2 separate regions of the Lactuca sativa genome follow, and region 1 is linked to region 2. A link is a contact called in public Hi-C data. All regions are on one chromosome and are shown on one strand. Each heading gives the region's core, a stretch centred on a gene start, on an enhancer-like site or on the middle of the called end of the contact. The rest is flanking DNA. Distances are from core to core; before and after follow the strand shown.

Region 1 (5,484 bases), core at 2,551-5,050, 540 kb before region 2:
GTCCAAACATTACCTATTCCGACAAAAGAAAAATCAAGTCCCAAAATCAGTAAACAGTCAAAGTTGACTCGTTTGACCATGGAAGTCAAGAATGATGAAACACCCCAAAAAATTTACCAGATCTTTTAAGACGTCCGTCATCATCGAAGCACTTCGATGGTCCCTGAGGAGCGAAATCTCCGGCAGCAAGCTCGAAGCCTTGTTGGGGTTTTCCGGCAGCGTTATCGGCACCCATCTTTTAGGAACAATTTCCAAAACGTAACAGATGTAAATTTCAAATGAATTCAAGTTTCTATGGAATTGAATACGCAAATTCTGAAACTTTGTGCAGAATTGAATAGAAAGCAGATGATCCTGAGAACACAATTCTCAATGGTGTTTAAAATAGTTTGGTCAAAGATCGATATTAATGCCTTTGGTGTCTGCTTTCAGGCTAAAAGAAGTAAGAAGCTAAAGGAATGGAGAGGAGGTGATAAGGGATGTGTAAATGGAGGTGGGATTGAGGGGTTTATATAAACTGTGGTTATGGGGAGATGAGAGAGAAGGTAAAGGGCATCACGTGTCCAAATAATGTCACAAAACGATTTAAAATCAATAAAGAAAAACACTAGAATTAGACTTTAGTAGCCGACTTGTGTTTTTCATTTTTTACGTTTTTATTTTATTTTTTATTAGAAATAAACTTTATTCTATTATTATAACATTTATAAAGATTTTATAAAATTGAAAAAGCAAACTAAATATTCTACTACTCATGACACCCTTAGCCTACAAAGTTGTATTTTGGATTGTTTATTTGTTATTTATCAACTACCATGAATGATATAAGTTTACAATATATGTTTTTTTTTTTTTATTTATATCATTAAGTTAGGTTTTATATGTTTGTTTGGTAGTTCAAATTTTTGTATTGTATTGCATAAATGATATATTCTTTTGACTTTGAGCATTTTGTTTGGGTGTGTTAAGTTTTTTGCTTTTAAGTTTCTCCTAATATGCACCATTAAATTTTAGTCCAAACTAAGATGATTCTTGTAAATATTTGAAGTTAACATCTACCTAATTCAATTATTTAGAGTTGAAATAAAACTATTTCCAAATCTGATAAAAGTATATTTTTCAATTTGTGCATATAAGTCGATCTATGCACGAATATATTTGTGATTGCTTATAGCTATACGTTTAAAGAAATTATAAAATTTCAATATACGTTTTATTTTATTTATTTATTTTGGTTGGAGATAGTTGTATAACAATTGAATCCATAGCAGCGTAATGGATTACATGATACAATTTTATTGTCATCTTTAAGTACTTTGTTGATACTAAATAATTACTAATTTTATATTTTTAGATGAAAAACAAACATATAAAATATAATTAAATAATAATGAAAGAGATCTCATTTAAGACTGTATTTGGTATGTCACAGTTAGCTGATAAGTTAGTTTTATTTATTTATTTATTTATTAAAATGTTGATGTGTTTGGGGAAATTTAAAAATAGCTTAAAAACTAGCTTTTTGAAAAGTTATTTAGAATAATTTTTTAGGAGTTTTTTTATTTTTTTAATTTTTAATTTTTTTAATTTTCAAATATACCCATAATTAATTATAAAAACAATTAGTTTGTTTAACAAACTTATTTTTTATCAGTTAACTTTTCAGTTATTAACTAATTTTTTATTTAACAGTTAGTTTTTCAGCTATTAACTAGTTTTTTATTTAACAATTAGTTTTTCAGCTATTAACTAGTTTTTTATTTAACAGTTAGTTTTTCACCTAGTACGTCAAACATAAATATTAGTATAACTTATAACTCTTTGACAATATTTTCCACAAAATAAATATTTATTAAATGGCATTTAATGTATATTAACTAACGAACTTTATTTCTCAATTAAAAAATAAAACGTAATAATAGCTCATATCAATCTAAATATGATTTGTAGTTTTTTATTTTAAAGATAAAACTGTGATTCAATTTTACAATCGTAAAATTGTAAACAAATGAAGCCATTAAAGATTAAATAAATAATAGTACGTTATACTATAGTTGTTGACTCAACTCAATGAGACAACGAATAAAAAAGCATTTTTCAAGTGACTGAAAATTAAGAAAAGAAAATAATTATATTCCTTAAAAATGATCAACTTCATTAATAAGATAAATAAAAAAAACTTTATAAATTCCAAATAAACAAAGCATCCATTTCTTTCCATTTCCATATACCAAATGGTGCCTAATAATGTTTGACACATTGTTTGTTGCTTTGTTTTTAAATATTATACCAAATATAACAAAATAATCAAATAAAGGCCATAAGTGTAATCAATATTTATCCATTCTTTTTTTCTTTTATGTGTTTTGGAAATTAAATGTGTTCCAAAATTATATCTTAAATTTGAATGCCCATAAATTCTATATTTCAGTAATATGAACTTCTATATTTCAGTAATATGAACTTTCAAAATTATAATTACGAAAATAATATATTTATAAGATAAAAAAATATATAAAGTTTTATATAAAAATGTGTCATGTATGACGTCGGAATGAAACTATTATTATACCGAGAGTTACGTAATAGATATATTGATTGAATATCAAATTAAATAACTTTAGTTAATTATAATAAAAAATAGTTAAAAAATATTAATTCTACTATATAACAATTCTAAAATCAATAATAAACAAAGATGTAAAATAAAATAGTAATTAATAAGTATGTAAAGAAAACTAAATATTTTAAAAATGATTTTGTAAAAAAACAATTGTAAAAAAATAATAAAAAAGTATTTCTTAGAAAAGTAATTTTAAATTTATATATAAAAAAAAACTTATAAAATGAATTTCACAAAAATCTTAAATAAAAAATGGAGAAAAAAAATTGGTTCGTTAAAAAAAAGTTGTAAGAACGTTTTTTGTTATTAAAAAGTAAGGTTTAAACTTTAAAGTTAGAAAAGAAATACTTTTCTAAGAAAATAGGCTTTGAGAACATATAAAAACAAAATTGGACCAAAAATTGAAAAAAATATAGATTAAAATTTGAACCAAATTCGTAAATCAAGTTATGGGACGATTTGGATTTGGTGGCTGATTTGGATAAGATTGGTCGAAGTGGCTCGAAAAGAGGTCATCTAGGTTTATGACCCGTATTTAAAAAGAAATGACTCAAACCTTGCACCACAAAAATGTTTCACTTGAGTCAATTTTATTTTTTTCTTTAAAATATTAAGGTTGTTAGAAAGGACAAAATAAAAGAAAAGTTTTTGAAAAAGAGATTTGTCATATCATATTTGAAGTTAATTAAGGGTGCTGCTAATCATTAGAAAATGTCATATTTAATGGTTTTCCACTCATTAGTTTTACTACCAACATGAGTATTTAGATAATAATTTCCTAAAACATGGAAGTTTATTGTCAAACTTCAAACGAAATTCCAATTACAGAATTTCATCATCAACCGTTAAGACAAATAATATGGAAAAATAAAATGATCATATAGCACATAATGAACGTGAATAATGAAATCGGCTCTACGTTAGGGATAGATGAAGTTATGTCTACATCTTAAATATGATTAACATGTGATTTTGTATATAACCATATGAAATAAAATCAAAATAATCTGAAAAGAAGATACATACCTTGAATTTGGTAGGCTACTTGCAAAGGGAAACACAAGGATGGGAGCAAGAGAGCAAAACACTCAAATGCACCTCAACACTAATGTGTGTTTCACAAATGTTATCTACCCTTCAGCCGCTATAAATACTAATCTTGAGAATCCAATATAGACTACTATGCATTTTTATAACCTAAAAAGGGTTATGTTTGTGGAATTTAGACATAAACCCACTTTATATATATTTTAGAACATTTTGAAACTTTATCTGGTAGATATAAAAACAATTATCTCAACCTTTTATCCATTTATGATATTCTTTAGGAGTTTAGGTGATGGCATAATTTTGAGATTTGTACATTACCATTTTAAAATAATTAAGGCAGAAGGTATCTATTAGGACATCTTAAAAAAAACCTAAAAAATTTAAATAAACTCCATCATCAATTCAATCTCATCAATCTTTTTGATCATTAATTTTTTTTCTTTACTTTAATAAAATTAATATAGCTTATTTATAAAGGGAAAACTCTATAAAAGTTCTTATGTTTTGACATCATAGTCGATTTAGTCTTTATATATATATTTTTTTTTATTAAATTAAGTCTCAAAATCTGAAAATGTATTCAATTTGACATTCTTATCAGGTAATCACAATTTTAAAAATTATACTTTTGGCCCATAATTTAAATTTTATTACAAATTTGGTAAAAATTTTATACTTTTAGGCAAGATTTCAAAATTTTGTTATGATTTCATCATAAACAAAGGTTTTTACATTTTTCTCAAGAAAAAAAATCAAATATGTTTTGTTTGTTATATAAAATCATATTTATACAAAAAACCATATTTTTCACATAAAAAACCTTATTTTTCTATATATTAAAAAAACCTTTTGTATGCAAAATACATATAAATTTTTTTTTAAATATTTTTGTATGCAAAATATCTATTTATAAAAGTATTTTTTTTTATTTTAAATACCTATTTTTAAAAAACATAGTTATGTGAAAATGCATGAACTACACTTATGTAAAATACGTTATTATACCAATATATACCTTAAAAACCTTTTATAAAAATATGTATTTATTAAATACATAAAAAACATTATGTATGCATATAAATACATAAATATATACAAATATATTTTTATAAAAACAAATGTATACAAACACGTATCTTATAAAAATATGTAACAAAAAACCTATTTTATAATAAATGCATTTGTATACAAACACGTTTTCATAAAAAAAAATGTATAAAAAATGTATTTTATAAAAATGAATACAAACACGTTTTTAGAAAGAAAAAAAAAGTATAAAAAAAACTTATTTCAAAGTAAACGTATTTGTATATATTTATGTATACAAACACGTTTTTATAAAAACACGTTTTACACACACACACACACACACACACACACACACACACACACATATATATATATATATATATATATATATATATATATATATATATATAACACCCAGAAGTCAGAAGGCTAATTAAGGAATGATAATAAGCAAACTGGAGGTCTACTCATCGAGTCCATGGGGAATAACTCGACGAGTAGGAACTTGTTTTTGGACGCGGGTAGAGAGACCTACTCGACGAGTTTGGGAGGTCCAAATCGGCGAGTTGGTCTGGGTTTAGGAAAACCGTAGACTCGGAGTTTTGCACCCTATTTAAGCATCTTAATCTTCACTTCAGGGCCTCATTTCCAGCCTCCATTATCCAAACCCTAGATCTCGAAGCCCTAATGCTTGTGATCCATTTATGAGTGAACCTTGTGTGATTTGAAGGTTGTAGAAGAAGAATAAGCTTGAGGAATCCAAGAGGAGATTGTAGATCCAG
Region 2 (5,799 bases), core at 3,054-5,553:
CGGTCAACTCTGGCCGTCTAAGCAATTCATTCCCACCATGACGATGCTGTCACTTTACGAATCATATGAGTGTCAATTCATAGACTCTCTATCTTTGAAATATATTGCAACTTCTATAAGTCGAAAAATATGTAATAGACTAATAGTACAAGTACTTACGTGCATATTTTTAGTACAATAATATGCTACTTTTGATATAGAGAATATATAAAAGAAGACACAACATACTCTATCGTATTATTGACTTCATCATGCATGGCAGCATGAGGTTCCATTTTGATTAAAATATTTAGAATTTATTGTTGATTCTCCTTGATTATCTAGTCTTCATATCAGCTTATAATCAAGGAATTATTAGTTTATCCATTTAACAAATGAGGTATAGGAATTATTGGTTTATCCAATATCCATCTAACAAATGATTATTTAGGTTATTATTAAAACTATTAAACTATTTATTGTTGTTCTTGTTGTTTTTATTAGAGTAAATTACAAGTTTATTCCTATTTCTATAAAGAAACTCAACAACATTTTCCCAACATAGTCGGTTCTTTTATTAATAGAAGAACCAGACTGTTTTCATCCTACTTACAACATAAAATCTCATTACACATAATCTATTCTACTCTCAAATCTATTCTACACTCAATAAATAATTTACGATCAAGAACAATGCAATGAAACAAAACCCTATAACTGAAACCCTAAAGTTTACGGTTGAAACAAGAGAGATAGTATGAGAGCTCTTGAGAAGTGTGTGTGAATAATGACCTTGAATGACAAAAATGAACACAGCTCCCAGATATATAGCCGGGTCAAGTTGTAACCCATAGATCAATTGGATATGCGTGTCCCTGCTTAATACTTTCATAAAAGTGAGAAGCAGCCCACAATTATCTGCACATATACAAAACATACCCATATACCAAATACTACTAAAAACAATCTTAAGTAATTACCAAAACAACCCATACACTTACAAAAAATAATCACAACTTTATTAGAAGAAGAATGTTAAGTTGTACACTTTTATTTGAGATATTTTAACATCACCCCACAAACTTAACATCGAAAAATTAGTCATTTTTAAAGACAAGTTTTCAAAAAAAATCCTAATGTTTTGGCATAATTTGCGAAATAGTCATAGATTATTATTGTTTTACGAAAAAAATCTTAAAAACAGTAAAAGATTGCATTCTGGCACTTTTTTCCCGTTTCAGCCGGTACCAAATTAATTTGAGACTATTTCGTAAACCGGTCCAAAATATTTGGACTATTTAGCAAAGTGAGCCAAAATACTAAAACTAGTCTGTAAAAACCTTTATTTTTATTTTTATTATTAATTTTATTATTTTATTGAAAACTCAAACAAATATATTATTTTTAAATTTGTTATTATTAATATTATTAAATAAATACGTATAAATATTATATATATATATATATATGTGTATTTATACATAAAAAATACGTATAAGTATAATATATACATATAAAACATGTATTTATATACTTTTATACCTTAAAAACGTATTTAAAATTCTTTTTTCATTGAAATGTATTTATGCATTATTAAGAAAAGAACTGAATTATGATAGAGTATATATATATATATATATATATATATATATATATATATATATATATATATATATATATATATATATATACACAACGAACAGACTAGGTCATGCTTAAGTATGTTGGACTAGAAATGTATGGTAGATAGACAACCATACCCACCATGCCTAAGTATGGTGGACAGACAGCCATACTAAGACTGCTTAACTATGGTGGACAGACGAGTATACTCAACATGCGTAGCCGACACGATCTATACAAAAGATTTGATCAAATAAAGTAACTAAAAGTATGTCTCTTTAGTAAAGAGAATATCGGAGATCGATCTTCAAAACACTTAAGGTCAGGAGTGTCTTCACATCAATCTTCATCACCATCTTCACACAAACCCACATAATCTCTATATCATCAAAAACTTATCTTTACATGCATGTATTCATATTGATTCCAAAAGAAAAATCTATGAATACATGCATGTAAAGATAAGTTTTTGATGATACGAAAACTATGTGGGCTTATGTGAAGATGATACGAAAATTATGTCGTTTTTCCATTACACTTAGGCATGCTAAGAATGTTCGTCTATCAACCATACATTTCTAGTCCACCATACTTAAGCATGACTTGGTATGTTCGTTATACTGATATATTATTTCATCATCCAATTCTTTTCTTAACAACGTATAAATACATTTAAATAACAAAGAACTTTAAAAATATTTAAAGATATAAAAATATATAAATAAATTTCTCATATATATATATATATATATATATATATATATATATATATATATATATATATGCTTAGGTTATTCTATTTAAACTAATTATTGTGTTATTGTATACATAACTGTGGGCCAATCATTTTATTTATTTTTGGATAGTGAATAATACATATTATTCAATTAAATATAATTAAAAAATACCTTCTGTTTTTATTCTAAGGGTACTTTAGTCAATTAACATAAGTTTAAAAAATGAAAATTGCATATTTTAAAGAAAATGGATTCTATTAATTTTTAAATCTGATTGTATGTATGATAATTCTCCTAATTCGAAAATTCTGACGAAATATTTTTATCAACATATTAAAAAATAATAAATATGATTAAACCATACAAGAATACACATTCTGACATAATATATATTTTGATTTAATAAACTTCTTGAAGAATAGCAAAATTTTGGATACAAGTTAAAAAAAAAATTCATTACATTTTTAGAAAAAGAAAAATCAAAATTATATACTATTTTATGAGAATGTTACACTTATTAATAACAAAAAGAACACAATATATAAATCATTCTTCCAGAATATACTATTACATTTATTTTTTTCATTATATTGTATATTATTCTGGTAGAATAATCCCTTCTTTTTGGAAGATTTGTGGTCATTGTTTATCTTCATTCCATACAATGTTCATATTCACAATTTTATTCTGGCAGAATCAGAATTCAAGATTCTATTCCAGTAGAATGTTGTAAGCTTCATATGTACCATATTTTGCTTTGATATCTCTCGTTTCGTACCTACAAAAATAATAGTATTCAACACTTGATCATTAAAAATAATGGTAATCAACACTAATAAAACAATATAACAAATGTAAATTAATTTTCAATTTTTTTAAAAAAAGTGAAGGAAGAGAGTTGTTCACTTTGTTGCATCCCCCCTAATCCGAAGCTTGATGATCACTACATTATTTACAAAAAGTAACAATAAGAAAAAAAAATGTCCAGAATCACATTCCATTCCGTTGTAATGCTCAATTCCATTCCCTCGTTGATTACTGCATACCAAAGGATTACATACCTATAAATATATTTTGCGGGCAGCTTCAAATCATAGTTATGTATGAATTCTTCTTTTTTTCATGTTGCAATCCAAAATACAAGTGGTGAAAAGAATTATAAATCTTGCCAAAGATCAGATATGGGGATCAAGGAACTCGGTTAACTATAAACTGAAAGAGTTTTGTAATACTTACATTTACAGGATTCATTGAAGGACCTGTGTAGCTTGAACCAACAAGAATCACCACCATAGTTGCCATGGAAAGCATCCAATTATTCAAGAACAAGCTGTTAGGACCCTTGATGATGATCAAGAGAACAACAAAAGTGATAACGAAAGTCAAAACTCCTTCACCAATGGCTCCAGCATGCAAATCTACTTTTAGAGTAGGTCCTTCTAGCAGATGTTTGTACTCTAATGGCATCAACTCCAAAAGAGGCATCACACCACCAGCTGCACCAATCGTCTGTCAACAATTCAGAAACCAAACACTTTTTTTACATGTTTAACACCAATAATCAACAAATACTTATCCAATTTTGCACTATTCATAGTTGAATGTAACGATCTGTTTTCGTAATTTCAACTATAACCTAACAATTTAGGGAATTGGAAACACTTAATTCGTCAAAAATCACGACTATGAAAATTAATTTTTGGTTAAATTACCTGAGCAGGAAAGCAAACGGCGGTGGACATGAGTGTATCATCGTCGCCACCAGTACCGGCGATACTAAACGCAATTATACCGATCGCATTGAAGCTAGCGCCACCGAAGGCATCGGCAATCAATCCAAACATGATGGAAGCCAGCCCTCCGGCACCCATCGAAATAAGAATAGAAGAGAAGACAGTGAGAAAACTGAAGGTTTACTGCCGCATGCGCCCTGTTGTGTTGTGCTGCGTCTGCTGACTACTGGTGTCGACGCCGCCTCTTCGAAGTCATCCAACACCGGTAATTGAATGAGGCGGTAATCGATGAAGGTGTATATAAGAAAAGAAATTAGGTTAAAACTGAATGCTAGGGTGATTACAAGGATTATTTGTGGAAGCTATTAATCAAATTACTAAAATACCCTTGTTTATTTATTTAATTATTTAAATATTTATTTAATTTTGATAGGCCCACAGTTATGTATACAATAACACAATACTTAGTTTAAACACCTGAACCTATATATATATATATATATATATATATATATATATATTGAAGGCAGTACAGGTTTAAAATATTAAAACATGCATATCGCATTCGTTTAAAGTCGGATTGACATACGGTTTTTTCCAGACTGTAATTTAGAGTTTATACATGATTTTAGACTATAATTTGGTCAATTTTGAGTTTATATTGTAACATCCCGACTCACAGATATTTCTTTTATTTATTATTGGGATTTCATGAGTGACTCGACGAGTTATGAGTCTAACTCGTCGAGTAGAGTTCGATTTGGTCACGTGGGTTAACGATCGACTCGGCGATTCAGAGAGCTGAATCGCCGAGTTGACGCTATGTGAGGAAACCCTAAATTCTCGGGAGACCTATTTAAAGGAACTTATGTCCTCATTTTCGCCTCACCAGCTACCCAACTCCCCTATGTGAAACCCTAATCGGCCATTGAGCTAAGAGAGAGTGTTTGAGCTAATATTTAAGTGTTTTGGTGTATCATTGGAAGGAAACAAGTGAGATTCAAGCAAAGAACGAGGAAAGGCTGGGAGATCCAGTATTCATTCACTTGAGCTCCTGTTGGAAGGTAAAAGTCATCACCATGCTCATCATGTTGATTAGATCTTGTTAATGAGGAACTTTTTTTTTGGGAAGGGGGGGTTCCATATTTTTCCTTGAGATTTGGTATGACTTGTGCTTGCCAAGCATTGAGACATCAGATCTGGACCTTGTGAGGTCCATATAGTCCAAAGGTCCCAACATTCTTCAGCCATAAAAGAGTTATTGTGCTTAAGCACCCTAGTTAGAGCTTGTATTGGCATTATGGAGCAAATATGACATACATGAGCGTAAACATCGAAGTTTTACGTGACATTCGACCCTTGGGAGGATAGATCTAGATTTTGGAGTGGTAGATCTGCCTTAAAACGTCTGAATAAGAATATGACTTGAAGGACTCGGCGAGTCAAAGAGCTGACTCGACGAGTCGGATAGGGTTTTCCCTGGTGAGTTTGGACATGGGTGACTCGGCGAGTTGATGAGACAACTCGACGAGTTGAGTTGGGTTTTCGCGATGTTGTGAGGAACAATGGGGACTTGGCGAGTCACATACATGCACTCGACGAGTCAGGTCAACATGGACTATTGACTTGAATATTGATTTATGTTGACTTTAGGGTTGGTCAGGACAGGGATGATGGGGACAATGGAGGGGTAAAATGGTCTTTTACTCATCCCAAGAGTTAGATAG

What was found. A called contact is a pair of places that touch in the nucleus more often than the background predicts.
Region 1: a contact with region 2 is called in a Hi-C map of leaf, with 2.3 times the contacts expected there. The contact joins the promoter of LOC111879667 here to the promoter of LOC111879646 in region 2. A contact is called at or near these places in 2 of 4 Hi-C or Micro-C datasets (both in leaf).

Annotation. Positions count from the first base shown.
Region 1 is chr6:192,268,729-192,274,212 of Lsat_Salinas_v11, reverse strand. LOC111879667 (amino acid permease 3) reads right to left here and starts at 3,800. Exons shown (of 7, transcript XM_042895985.2): 1 at 3,650-3,800; 2 at 118-235; 3 at 1-13. The coding sequence starts at 235.
Region 2 is chr6:191,726,273-191,732,071 of Lsat_Salinas_v11, reverse strand. LOC111879646 (aquaporin SIP1-1) reads right to left here and starts at 4,303. Exons shown (of 3, transcript XM_023876106.2): 1 at 4,052-4,303; 2 at 3,576-3,848. The coding sequence starts at 4,210.